Regions from separate parts of the Pan troglodytes genome. Here regions 1 and 3 are each linked to region 2. A link is a contact called in public Hi-C data. All regions are on one chromosome and are shown on one strand. Each heading gives the region's core, a stretch centred on a gene start, on an enhancer-like site or on the middle of the called end of the contact. The rest is flanking DNA. Distances are from core to core; before and after follow the strand shown. Region 1 overlaps BCOR (BCL6 corepressor). Region 2 has its middle 91 kb from the start of BCOR. Region 3 holds the start of BCOR (BCL6 corepressor).

Evidence for each region. A called contact is a pair of places that touch in the nucleus more often than the background predicts.
Region 1: a contact with region 2 is called in a Hi-C map of stem cell-derived neural progenitor cells, with 3 times the contacts expected there. The contact joins two enhancer-like sites. A contact is called at or near these places in 3 of 7 Hi-C or Micro-C datasets (induced pluripotent stem cells and stem cell-derived neural progenitor cells) and 1 of 1 datasets of contacts at active chromatin or transcription factors (stem cell-derived excitatory neurons).
Region 3: a Hi-C map of stem cell-derived neural progenitor cells shows a contact between it and region 2, with 4 times the contacts expected there. The contact joins the promoter of BCOR here to the enhancer-like site in region 2. A contact is called at or near these places in 3 of 7 Hi-C or Micro-C datasets (induced pluripotent stem cells and stem cell-derived neural progenitor cells) and 1 of 1 datasets of contacts at active chromatin or transcription factors (stem cell-derived excitatory neurons).

The regions. Positions count from the first base shown.
Region 1 is chrX:40,578,467-40,582,654 of NHGRI_mPanTro3-v2.0_pri, forward strand. All of the region lies in intron 1 of BCOR (BCL6 corepressor), which reads right to left. Among named protein-coding and RNA genes, the nearest start is that of BCOR, 23 kb to the right of the region's middle. Within about 2 kb of position 2,090, at least 12 of the 24 cell types and tissues checked have an H3K27ac peak or open chromatin away from gene starts, as enhancers often do. A contact at or near this core is called in stem cell-derived excitatory neurons and stem cell-derived neural progenitor cells, where this site is marked.
Region 2 is chrX:40,692,097-40,696,002 of NHGRI_mPanTro3-v2.0_pri, forward strand. No RefSeq gene overlaps it. Among named protein-coding and RNA genes, the nearest start is that of BCOR, 91 kb to the left of the region's middle. Within about 2 kb of position 1,910, at least 13 of the 24 cell types and tissues checked have an H3K27ac peak or open chromatin away from gene starts, as enhancers often do. A contact at or near this core is called in stem cell-derived excitatory neurons and stem cell-derived neural progenitor cells, where this site is marked.
Region 3 is chrX:40,601,066-40,605,336 of NHGRI_mPanTro3-v2.0_pri, forward strand. BCOR (BCL6 corepressor) reads right to left here and starts at 2,464. Exons shown (of 15, transcript XM_016947534.3): 1 at 2,142-2,464.

The DNA of each region.
Region 1 (4,188 bases), core at 840-3,339, 110 kb before region 2:
ATATACTACCGGATCTAGGCCATTGTTACGGGGAGGGGTATGTGGGCCGAAGGAACTCGGGGTTGGAGACCTGGAGCTTCCCAGCGCGCCCTGGCCCTGGCGCTGCGGAGGCCTCGGGTGGAGTGCCGGAGGGCTCGCCGCTGCGCATCTCCTCTGAGCTGGCAGCCAGCGGGTGCCCCACGCTGTCAAGCGGCGGCGGGTGAGCTTCCAGCAGCACAGGCACACTGTAAACAGCCGCGTGCACGCCCTCCCCGCCCGGGCTGGGAACCTCACCCAAACACCACGCCGCTTTCTCTCCGGCTACCGGGCGAGGCTTTTGTAGCCAAGCCTAGGGGAAGGGGGTCCCCACCCCACCCCCAGGCCACCCGGGCCCCGGAGCCAGCGTTCTGAATCTGCAGGAGTGCGGGGTGCTGCGGGGAGGGGAGGGAGTCAGCGCCTGCCCCCTCCTCACTGAATGTCTGCTTTGTTCCGGAAAACAAGGGAAGCATTAGGCGGCTGCCCCCGGGGAAACACAAAACTTCTTTTTGAATCTCGGGAAGGGCGGTTGACTGCATTAAGGAGCTCCCGAGACAGAATGAGGAAGGGAAAAGCCGAGAGGGCGGGAGGAGACAGGGAGACTTCCGAGGGAGGCCGATGGTCAAAGTGGGGGGTGAAACCGCTCAGGGTGACCGGGCTGGAGACCCAGGAACCCGACTCGGCGCGAAGGTGCCGCGCGAGTTCCAGCGAGCAGCCTGCCCGGCCAAGTGGCGCCTGCCCAGCCGTCGGCCGTGCCAGCTTCCTGCCCTGCCCAGGACCGCGGAGCAGTCGGGGACGCCGCCGCAGGCTGGCCCGGAATCGCAGGACAGCGGGGGGGGAGGGGGTAGCCAGGCCGCAAGTAAACTCGCACTAGAGCTTTCTGCACACCTCCGCCCTAGAGAGGGGGCCCGGACCCCCGGTCTGTGAGGCGTCGGCTTTGGCCTTCCAACCTGGGGGTGCGCGAGGAAGCAAAGACCCAGGGGGCACCCCCACCCTCGCCCGAGGGTAGGGGACAGCTGAAATGTCTTTGGTCTTGTTTGATGACCGCTTGGCGGATCTGCTCCCATCCGGGTTCTGCCGTTCCGAGGGTGCCGGGTCAGTGATACCCAGGCCGGTCTGAGCAGGCATGTGGATGAGCAAAAGCAAATCTGTCGCTCCTCCGACCGCCACCCCTCACTTAACCTTTCCTGCATCCAAGGAAGGGGAGGGCACCCAGACTCTGCCCCACCCCCCGCGGGGCGCTCCCTCTGCCTCGGAAGCTGAGACTAAGAGCGAGGGTTTTCCCCCTTTCCCCTGGGCTCGCTGGGTTTCTAACTTCCTCTAAACCTCCCTCCTCGCTCCGAAAAGCCCCGAGGAGAGGAGCTGAGAGGAAGCACGCCGCTAGTGTGCAAAATGAAGACCATGTGTGAGGCCGGCGGCATCAGAGTGCAGCTGCGGGGGTTAGGGGGTGGCAAAGGCCCCCGCGCGGCCGGAAGCTCGGGGCCGCAGCAGCCAGTGCCTCTGCTCTGCGTTGGGGACTCGGAGCCGCAGCGAGAGGCAGTGGAGAGGCAGGGCTGGCCTCGTGGCGGGAGGCGAGGAGGGGGTGCGAGGGCTGCCGCGCCGTGGGGGGCAGGGGGCGGCGACGCAGCCCCGGCTTCCTGGGCCGCAGCTGCGACCGAGGGCGCAAGAGCAGATCGTGCTCTGCGGCGGTGGCGGCTCGGGCCCGCCGCTCTAGCAGCTGAGAATCAACAAAGGGAGGCGGCGGGGGAGGGGCGCCACCGAGCGTTCGCGGGCTGCTCTGGAATAATAAAAAATAATTAATAATGATAATAAGAGAAAAATCCCCCGGCTTTCATGGCTCTGGGTTTCCGTGTGGCTGCAGCGGGAAGCGCGCTGTCCTTGAGGCGGCCTCTCTCGCCTGGCCTGCCCGCCCCTCCCCCTCCTCGCCCCCTCCCCTCCCCAGGAACCGGGAAGAGAAAGGTCTGCAGCTGACAAATATTATCCATTCTCCCCATCGATCGCGGAGTGTACAGATGTGAGCGCTTGATGTGCCCGCGGAGCGGCGGATCCTCCCTGCTCGCTCGCTCTCGCCCAGGCTCCGCTCGCCGTCCCCCTCCTCCCCCTTTGTTCTCCTCCCCTTTCCCTCTCTTTAAATAGATTTCAGGGCGCTGCCTGTTGGAGAGCAGCTGGCGATCTCTCCCGAGAGAGGGAGCGAGCGAAGCCCGAGGTGCCCTGTCACCAGCCTCCCCTCCCCCACCTCGGCTTTTCGCTACGTCCCCCCTACCCCACCTTTCTCCAGTTTCCAAAATAGAAAACACCGGGAACACCCACGTCCACTGCACCGCGAGCCCCTGGGAGCCTTTGGACCCCTCGTGCTGTTCCTTGTGTCTGTGTCTGTGCAGAGGAAGGGGAGTGCAGGGAGGGGACCCAGGGCCGCGGCAGAAGAGCCAAGGGTCCGGATCTTTCCCTGGCAGCAGCAGGGACGCAGCGTGGGTCACGCTAAGAGGGTACAGTTTACCCATTAGGGAAAGTCGGCGGAGACGGCCCTGTTATTCCTCTTTTGCAGATGGCAGATTAATCCGGCAGCGCCCGGCCTCAAAGGGACCGGCTGCTCGGCAAAGGGTTAACCCGTCGGCCGGTAATCGTGGACACGCGCGCACACACACACACGCACGCGCGCGCGCGTCCTCTCCGCCTGCCCGAGCGCCCGCCGCGGCCCGCAGTGCGCCCGGGGCTGGGGGAGTAGCTGCGGGAGGGGAGGGGGTCGGGGGAGGGGCGGGGCGGGCTTAACCAGGCCGCTCGACTGAGCCGGGGCCACCTCGCCGTCTGTCACTTAAATGATTGTCCTCCGCTCCGCTCAGTGCGGTCAGTACGGGCTGTTAACAGGCAGTTGCAATCAGTTTCCGAAAGGTCAGCCAAGGTCCTCCGGCTCTCGCAGACGGAAGGCATTACGAAACCGCTTTTGTATCTGCAGGCACTTTAGAAAAAGAGGCGAGAAGGGGCGCACCGCAGTGCCGCGGCTGCTGCGACCGGGGGAGAGGGTCGGGGGCTGCGGAGCAGAGGAGTCCGCACCCCCGCGGCCAGGGTCAGGCGGCGTGGATATCACCCGCGGAGTGACCCAGGGCCTCCGGGTTTCGGTGGGGAAGCAGGAAGGGGGTGGGGAGCAGGCGGCAAGGGAAGGAGGAGTGGGAGGAAGTGGGAGAGGCGTCCTGGCTCCTCTCCTCACCCAGCCAACAGCCCACACCCGGACCCAGACAGGAGCGGGCGGCCTTGGACGCGAGGAGACCCCACTCGGACTCCCAGGCCCTCCTGGCGCCTGGAAGTAGGGAGGGGGTGTGGGGGGGGAAAGACCCTCGCCGAGCGAGCGAGTCCCAGCGCGGTGTCTGAAGACGCTGCTGCCGCCGCCGCTAGAAGTCGTCCATCAGCAACCAGTCCAACCTGCCAGTGATAATGTGCGATCAACACCAAATCACCCCCGCCAGGCGCGATCCATCATCGCAGCGCGCCGCGGGCCCGCGTGAGGCTGACTCGCGGCTGGGGTGGGGAGGGGGGGCGCGCGGAGCAGGAGGCGGTCGCCCAGCACACCCGGACTCTCCGCGCACCTCGCTGCCCCTCCTGGAGGCCTGCACCCAGGCGCTCATAACTCTCCAAGTTCCCCAGCTACAGAGCGAAAACCCAGTGGCTCCGAGTTCTGGGCACAGCTCACTTAGGAGTCCGCGCGTCCTCCGCGCCCTGCTGTCGTGGTCACACCCTGCAAAGCCATTCCAGCCTCGGAGCTGCCCTGCCCATCCCCTCCCCCTCCTCCGAGAAACCGTGGCTGGCAGGAAATTAATATTTAATATCGTGAAATTGATTAAAGGGCTGGAAGCCGGCGATGGGTTGGGGGGAAGGGTAAGGACTCCTAGCGTAATTAAAGATCTGAGAGTCGTGGTCGTTCCTTGTCGGCCCTGGCCGCACGTGGCCTTTGTGAAGCCGAGGCGGGGTCGGACTGGGCTGAGCCTGGCGAGCCGGGGTCAGGAGCCCGTGCAGCTTAGGCTCTGGCCCGCGCGGCCGGGTTTTTTCGGGGCGGGGGTAGGGCTGGGGCGGCACAGCAGCGGCAGGGGATGAGGAGGTAACCTTAGGGCACCCGGGGCTGCGCGCAGAGCCACTCTTCCCCTGCCCGCCTGCACCGTGGGCCACTGGAGCCCGAGGGTC
Region 2 (3,906 bases), core at 660-3,159:
TCCCAAAGTGCTGGGATTACAGGCATGAGCCACGGCGCCCGGTCTGCTAGGTGTTTTTCAAAAACGGGTCTCTTTTTTCAGAGGTGACTAAATGTGATAGAAACCCTGTGACAAGCCACCCTAATTTGTACAAGCTCTCAGCCAGTTTTACATACAGTTGCTGGGGCAGGAAACAACCTGAAAGAATTCAGATTGAGTGGGTCGCCTGCTTTCAAAGGCTCATCAGGTCCTTGTACTTATTCAGGGGGAGTTCTGCCTCCCTGCCTACCATTAGAGCAATGACTGGCACCACAGGCATGGCACAGGCAGCTGGGAAAGGTGACAGGCTTCCTGGTGTGAGCCCAGAAGGTCAGCTGCCAGAGATCCTCCCCCGTCTGTGACTGTGCTCCACCATGATCGTTACTAGTTCGTGTTGAAGTGCACTGTTTAGGCTGGGCGTGGTAGCTCATGCCTGTAATCCCAGTACTTTGGGAGGCGGAGGTGGGTGGATCACTTGAGGTCAGGAGTTCCAGACCAGCCTGGCCAACACGGTGAAACCCCGTCTCTACTAAAAATACAAAAATTAGCTGGGTGCGATGGCTCACACCTATAATCCCAGCACTTTAGGAGGCAGAGGCAGGCAGATTACTTGAGGCCAAGAGTTCGAGACCAGCCTGGCCAACATGGTGAAACCCTGTCTATACTAAAAATACAAAAATTAGCAGGGGTGGTGTCATGCGCCTGTAGTCCCAGCTACTCAGAAGGCTGAGGCAAGAGAATTGCTTGAACCCGGCAGGTGGAGGTTGCAGTGATTGCGCCACTGTACTCCAGCCTGGGCAACAGAGCAAGACTCCGTCCCCGCCCCCCCCAAAAAAATTTAGCTGGGCGTGGTGGCGTGCACCTCTAATCTCAGCTACTTGGGAGGCTGAGGCAGGAGAATCGCTTAAACTCGGGAAGCGGAAGTTGCAGTGAGCAGAGATGGTGCCACTGCACTCCAGCCTGGGTGACAAAGCAAGACTCTGTCTCAAAAAAAAAAAAAAAAAAAAAGCACGTTGTTTAATTCCTGACTCCTCCCCCAGTTAATCTCCACGTGATATTTACAAAACCTTCCCTTCCCCTCCCATGAAGAACAGGCTGACAAAGGATCTTGCTTTCTGTGGTGAAGAATGTTCTCATGGCCATGGTATTGGCTGCCTGAGTTAAGAGTTTCCAGAGAAAACAACTGAGAGGATGTAAATTGTACAGGGACAGGTTGCTTGGGGAGAAGTTCAAAAGACAAGGCTGGGCTTGGAGGACTGGGCCACCCGTGCAGAAGGGCGCTGGGTGCCGTGAAAGGAGAGGAACAGAACTGGAGAAAGGGTGTGAAAGTAAAGGGGGGATCTTGGAAAGCCCCCCAACCCTGTTCAGTGGACAGAATGCTTCTCTCCCCTCATAGATCCAACTCCCTCATCTTCCCATCTCACCCTCTTGCTGTCATTCGATTTTCTGCCACAAAATGGGGACCCTCTGTGGAGTGAGGAACCAGGCAGGTGGCCCAGGGGGCCGCCAAGCTGGGTGGAAGCTGGGCTGGGGTTGGCTGCCAGAACAATCCAGGCTCCACTCCAGCCCATCAGGGGGCTTGAGGCTGGGTGGGTGAGATAAACTGTTTCAGTGGTTTTCAGGAGCCCTAATCAATTGCGAGGCAGAGCAAAGCCCTCTGCGGACAGATAAAGCCAGTCCTGCGTCGGTGCCCAGTTGGAGTTTGTGTGGTTTGAACTTTTGTGTGGTTTGGACAAGTTCGCCGGGTTTTGCTGGGGCGGTTTATTCTGTTTCCAAACTGCAGTAGAGGGAGGCAAACGGCCCTTGGACCCTACAAGCCACTCCTGAAATACGATAGGTGGCCTGTCCTCTCTCCCGCATGGTCCCAAAGGCTCAGGGAAGAGAGGCAGGGCAGGTCCGGGCCATACCCCGCCCTCCTGGTTCCCGCCGGTGGCTCCGGGTGTAGACATTTCTAGAAACGCTCCCCTGCCCAAGGCTGGCTAGACCTTCGCGTTGGGGAGCTGAGCTGCTGCAGGTTTGATTGTCTTCTCCTGCTTCCAAACTAGAAAGACGAATGCCCACTTTCGGATTCCATCTTCTGCCGCGGACGCCTCCGGGACGCGCAGCCGCCCGGCGCAGAGGAAGCCCGGGACGCTGGGGACACCGCCTGGAGCCTCCGCGCATAGCACCGGGGCGTTTTTTCCTTCCAGCTGGAGGCTTCCCATTTAACCTCTAAGGTGCCAGAAGATCCGGATCCCTCGCGGGCAGGCCTTTGGCTGGCTCCGGGCTAGGCTGGGACCCCAGATCCCAGTGCCGCTGACGAGCACTCGGCGTGCAGATGTCTGGGGGGCTGTGCGCGGGAGAGGAAGTCTGCCCAGCGAGGTGGACGGACACTGGGCCCGCGGGGATCCATCTGACAACGCCCGGTCCCCAGGGAAGCCTGTGCGAGCCTGCGGGGGACCAGGGCAAAATAGAATCAGGAACATGTGTTGTTTGGGAGGGAAGCCGGGGCGCATGGCATGTCTCAATAGTGCTGGCACCCTCCAGGGACCTTCCTGCTTCCACAGAAGGTGGGGACGGGGAGGCGAGCATGGAGAGAGAGAAAGGGAAGTGGGAAGAAATTGGTCACGGAGGAAGCTATTTTTATGCTTTGCTACAGCTGCGTGCGTTTCTCTGACCAACTAGGCAGCGAAAATTAGACCGGCTCCGGCTGAAAACAGGCCCTAAACTTCACGGGGGGGTGGGGGTAGTGGGACACGCGCAGGAAAGGGAAGGAGAGGGGGAAATCCCCGTGGATCTGGCAAACCCCAGTGTCCCGGAAGCTGTCAATGCGCAGAGAACAAGCTCCCCTGCCCTCCCCGACTCCAGATGCCTCAACCTTCACCTTGGATGTCAGAGGCATCCTTTCCCCTCTGTGTGACATCTTGGGCATGACACAGCCAAGACTGAGGGTTAGTTCATCAGTGTCTTCTGCTTTTAGGCCTCAGAGGACTTATCCTTTTTGGCAGGGGATCAGACCTCCTGGGTGGCCTCCATCACCACTAAGTCACTTGGGCACCTGGAGAAATGGCAAAGGTCCCAAACAGGAAACCAAGATTGGGAAGTGAGGGCCCTAGAATTAGAATCTTTTGGGGTCTATGATTGTCTAGGTCAGCAGTTCCCAAAGTGTGGTCTGAGGATCCCTGTGGTTCCCTGAGTCCTTTTCAGACTGTCCTTTTCTAACTGCAAAGCTCCATTAGGCTGGATTTTCTTCAACCAAAACAATGTATCACAACGCATTGGATGCCCAAGCCACTATGAGGAAGCAGCTGTTTTCAATTAAGCCAGATATTAAAGAGGTTTGCAAAAATGTAAAAACGATGCCACTTTTCTCCCTAAACTTTTTTGTTTGTTTTGGAAAATACGGTTATTTTTTAATAAAATTGTGCTATCGATGTTACCATGCATTTTATCCATTGCTGTGTAACAAGTTACCCCCAAAACTTAGTGGCTGAAAACAACAGACATTTATTATCTCACAGTTTCTGTGGGTCAGGAATCTGGGAGCAGCTTAGCTGGGTGGTTCTGGCTCAGGGTCTCTTAGGAGACTAATCAGGGTGTGTTCCAGGGGTAGGAGCATCTCAAAGCTCAGCCGGGGAAAGATCCACCTCCAGACTCACTCATGTGGCTGCTGGCGGGCCTGGGTTTCTTGCCACGAGGCCCTCTCCACAGGGCTGCCTCGTGACAAGGCAGCTGGCTCCTCCTAGAGAGAGAAAAGAGGGCACCCAAGACAGAAGGCACAGTCTTTTTGTAATCCAATTTTGGAAGCCACATCCCTATAGGACAATAGATCTATTAGGAGTGAGTCTGTAAGTCCAGCTAGCGTTCAAGGGGAGGGAATTACTCAAGGGTGTGGGTGACAGAAGGTGG
Region 3 (4,271 bases), core at 1,214-3,713, 90 kb before region 2:
AACGTGTATTAGATTGAAACAAAAATGATCTTGGTTGGAATATACACGGACAACCTGTATTTAGATGGGGTAAGTTCCTGCAGCTATCTGACCACATTTGTCTGGTCCCTCTGAGAATCCACGTTTTCTAGCCCGAGAAGGGGCAGGCGGCCCTCATGGCGCCTCCTTCGGCGGTTTCCTGGCGAAGCGCCCATCCTCCCCAAGCACCGGGAACGGAGGCCGTCCATATTAATACTCGCGGGCAGCCTGTTCTGACCTATACTGTCATTTTTTCCATCGGTCGGGATCGGGCTGGGGGTGGGGTGGGGCGGGGGCTCTCCTCCGAGGGGCTCAGCACGGATCGTTGGGTTTTCCCCGGCGAACTTAACACGGAGGCAAAAGGGGCAGATGGAAACCAGGCCCCGGCTGGCCCCGCGCGCGTAAGCGCGGCACTCAGCAGCTCGACGCAAAGCCAGGGCTGGATTTTCGCGGCCCGGGCCCGGCGGCCGCCCAGCGCCCGCGCGATCCTCTCTCCTTCGGGTTGAGCAAACGTGGTCGCCTAATTCCGCCCGGGAGACAGCAGCTGTGCGGCGAGAGGGAGAGAAAAAATATCGCAACTTTTCCAACAGAAAGTGTGTGCGCACACGAGAGGTGAAGGCCCACCCCGATTCTGTGCACGTATCGACACAGCATCTAATCAGTGTCACTGCCAGGAATACGCTTCCGCGGCGGGCGACACCGCTGCCCCCGCCAACCTGCAGGAGGGAGGGGGGATGCAAATGGCGTCTCGCGTCGTCCTAGACTCCGCGCAGCACCCGCTACCGCGACTCCGAGCAGACGTTGCAGCAAACTGGGGTGCAGCGTCTGGGGACGCGAACGCGCAGGCGGCCCGAGCGGTCGCAGGGAAGAGGAACTAGCACCACTCCCCGCTACGAGACCGTTCCCCGCCCCCACCTCCGGAAGAGCCGCCCTTACTCGACTGGGGTGAGGGGCGGGAAACTTTGCAAGAAGACTGTTCCGCGCCTTCCCCGCGTGGCACCTCAGAAGAACGTGGGTGGGTTTCCCGTCCGAGGCCAGACCACGCTACCCTACTTTTCCAGGCTTCGGACCTCAACCTCGTGGACTACGGGAGGGAGAGTACATTTCGGGCCACTGCGGGGGGCGGAGGGACACCAAAGACAGGCGTCTTCAAGGGTTCTGGCAGATGGCCAAGTTTGTGTCCTTTCCCTCCCACGCTAGAGTAGCGCACGCCACTTTGGGGAAGCGTGAGACCGTTCACCACCGGCCACGAGGCCACCAATGTCTTCCAGGTGGGGCCGATGGTTTGTCTGCAGCACTCCCTTCCGCCTTGCGGTCCTCGCCTGGCTCCCACAGTCCTGGGGAGCCCCCAGAGCTAGCCCGCGTCTTCCCTCGCCCGCTCTTCCGGGGGAAAGGGAGGCTGTTTGTGTGGTGTGTAGCCCCGCTCCGGCTTGCACCCCCGCGAGCCACCTCGCAGCCCTCTCCGGCCTCGGCCTCACGGATCCCCTCCCGGAGTAGCCCCGCGGGCCCCCCCGCCATGCGTAATGGGGCGCCCCTGGGACGCAGGCGGGGATGGTGGTTCCGGTCGTTCCGGGATTTGCGTGCAAGAAGAAAACAAGGCCGGCGACTACAAGAGCGGCGCCTCCATTCTTGGGGTTCAGACGCCCGCGCAGCCTCCGCGTCGGTTCCGCTCTCGCCCCGGGAGCCCGCTTCCGTGTCCCTGCCCCCGCCCCCCAACGATTCCTCGTCCCGCCCGTGCCGCACCACGCGGAGCTCCGCGCGCCCTGGCTCCCACACCGGTCCCTCCATAACTCGCGCGCCTCCCTCGCTCCGGGCTCGGGGAGCCGCTCGCTCCTAGCGCCCAGAGTCAGCCGGTTCCACCTTCGGCTGCGAGAGCCGCCGCCCCGCGCCACCCCCGCCCGGCCCGGCCCTTGTCCCAGCCCGGCTCCCCCGCCAGCTGCGCCGCCACCGCCGCACGTGACCCGCCCCCGTCGCGGCTTCCGCTGAGCTGCCTGTTCCGGAGCACAAACAATTTTTGCTCTGACGCGGGGTCTCTCGGGGGCCCTGGCGTCCTCTACTCCCTGCTCCCCACCCCACCCCACCCCCTACCTTCCGGGTAGGAGAACTCAAAACAACTCGCTGACCTTCGGGCCGACCAGCTCCGTCTTCCACTGACTCCGGCATTCCGTTCAAACCCAGCAGCCACGGCTTCTAAGATTTCACTCCGCTCTGGGCTGGGGGGGAGGGGGCGAGTTCTCCGGGAGGGGGTGTCTCAGATCGAAAGAGCCACTTCACGCTCTTTCTCCTCCTCCGAGGTGAGTTTTTAGACTATTTGGAGGCCTTGGGGAAACGCGAGCAGCCGCGTGCAAAGGAGCCCCCCCGCCTTCTCCCCGCACATGCAGCCTTGTCTAGTGTGACCCGATTTCCAGGGTCAGCAGCAGAGGGCCTGGCCAGCTTCGGAAATACCACCAAGCGGTGGACTGTGGCACCAGGCAGAGCTGGGGTGGAGGACTGTGCTAAATAATAATGGTAGCTCCTACTCCCGTGGTCTGTGCTAAGTTCTTCACAAGCCTTCCAACTTTACAGAGTGAGAAACTGAGGCATAGGGAAAGGTCAGTCGTGTAAAACTGGGTAAAGCTCAGTTACTCAGCTAAGTAAGTGACTTAGTGAGGATTTGAACCCAGGTCTCTGAGTTCAGGGTGGTTAAACATGCTGTAAGTATGTTACAGTGCATGCCTTGGTATCCACAGTACAAACCTGTCTACAAAACCCAGTGTTTGCTTGAGAGCTGTATATTTGGCGTGTAACATTGTGGCTGGCATATAGTAGGCACTCAATAAATATTTGTGGAATGAATGGGTGTCAGAATAAATGATTGACAGAATCATTGATGACAAGTGATGAGAGAAAACAGCCCTAACCATTGTTCTTCCTAAGAGGAATAAAAACCTCTAGCTGTTTTTTGAGTGTTCGCAGGTAACAGGAAACTCTTATTCAAAAATATATTAACCTCCTACCCCTATCCCCTAGCCAACCACCCTGGTAGTCATTTGAACTTGCTGGGGCACATAGCCAAAGCAGCTTCTACTTGGTCTCGGCCATTTTTTCCCAACCCTGTTCCTGTTCTGTAGGATTCTGCTCAGGGTCAGGCAGCCTGGAACTGCAATTGATGTGATTCTAAACACATAAGCAGCAGGGGAGGAGGGTACACCCGCCAAACGTGGTTCGTTGGCTTCCCTTCTACCCGCTGGTGGGGGCTCGGGGGAACGTGGCTTATATCTCTGTGGTTATTTTTGAATTCACGGACCACCCTGTGCAACTGGCTTCAACCCTCACCAGCTGTGAGGTTGCATCTCGAAGTGTAGGCAGCCATCTACTTTAACCGACAGCTCCGCGATCCCAGTCAGTGGGACCACATCTGTGATTTGAAGAGCTGCCACTGGTGCTCTGTACTGTCCTACTCCTTCTCGTGGCCCAAGAAAGGATGCATTAAAAACACTTATATTTAGATAGCTCAGTAGAATAGATGTTCATACCATATAGTGGGAGTAAGTAGGGTAAAGTTTAGAAAATCTCCCCTGTCCCTACTTCATTTTCTAAACCTTACCAGTTATCCTGTGTTACTAGTTGGGCAACCTGAAATGAGGCCAAATTCCACTTCATGTTACCTGAATGTGAACTTTCTCCTTTCCAATTTGATCCATCCAATATCTATTGACTACTATCCTTCCCTCCCTCACTCCTTCCTTTTTTCTTTCCCTACCCTCATAGTTATCTATTTTTGCTCATGTTCCTATGATTATTAATGGAGAAATGAAAATGTATATATTCTCCAAGTTACGACCCTATCTTGATTATAAGGCTGGGGTTTCTGCCACCTCTTTTTTGGGGGTGGGGGGACAGAGTTTCGCTCTTGTCACTGAAGCTGGAGTGCAATGGCGCAATCTCAGCTCACTGCAACCTCTGCCTCCCGGGTTCAAGCGATTCTCCTGCCTCAGCCTCCCAAGTAGCTGGGATTACAGGTGCGCACCACCATACCTGGCTAATTTTTGCATTTTTAGTAGAAACGGTGTTTCACCATGTTGGCCAGGCTGGTCTTGAACTCCTGACCTCAGGTGATCCACCTGCCTCGGCCTCCCAAAGTGCTGGGATTACAGGCATGAGCCACTGCACCCAGCCTCTGCCACCTCTTTTACAGTCTGGTCTGGAGTGACCAGCAAGACCTCATGACCTCAACTTGTGGCAAGCCCAGGTTGGAAGCATCTGATGATTCC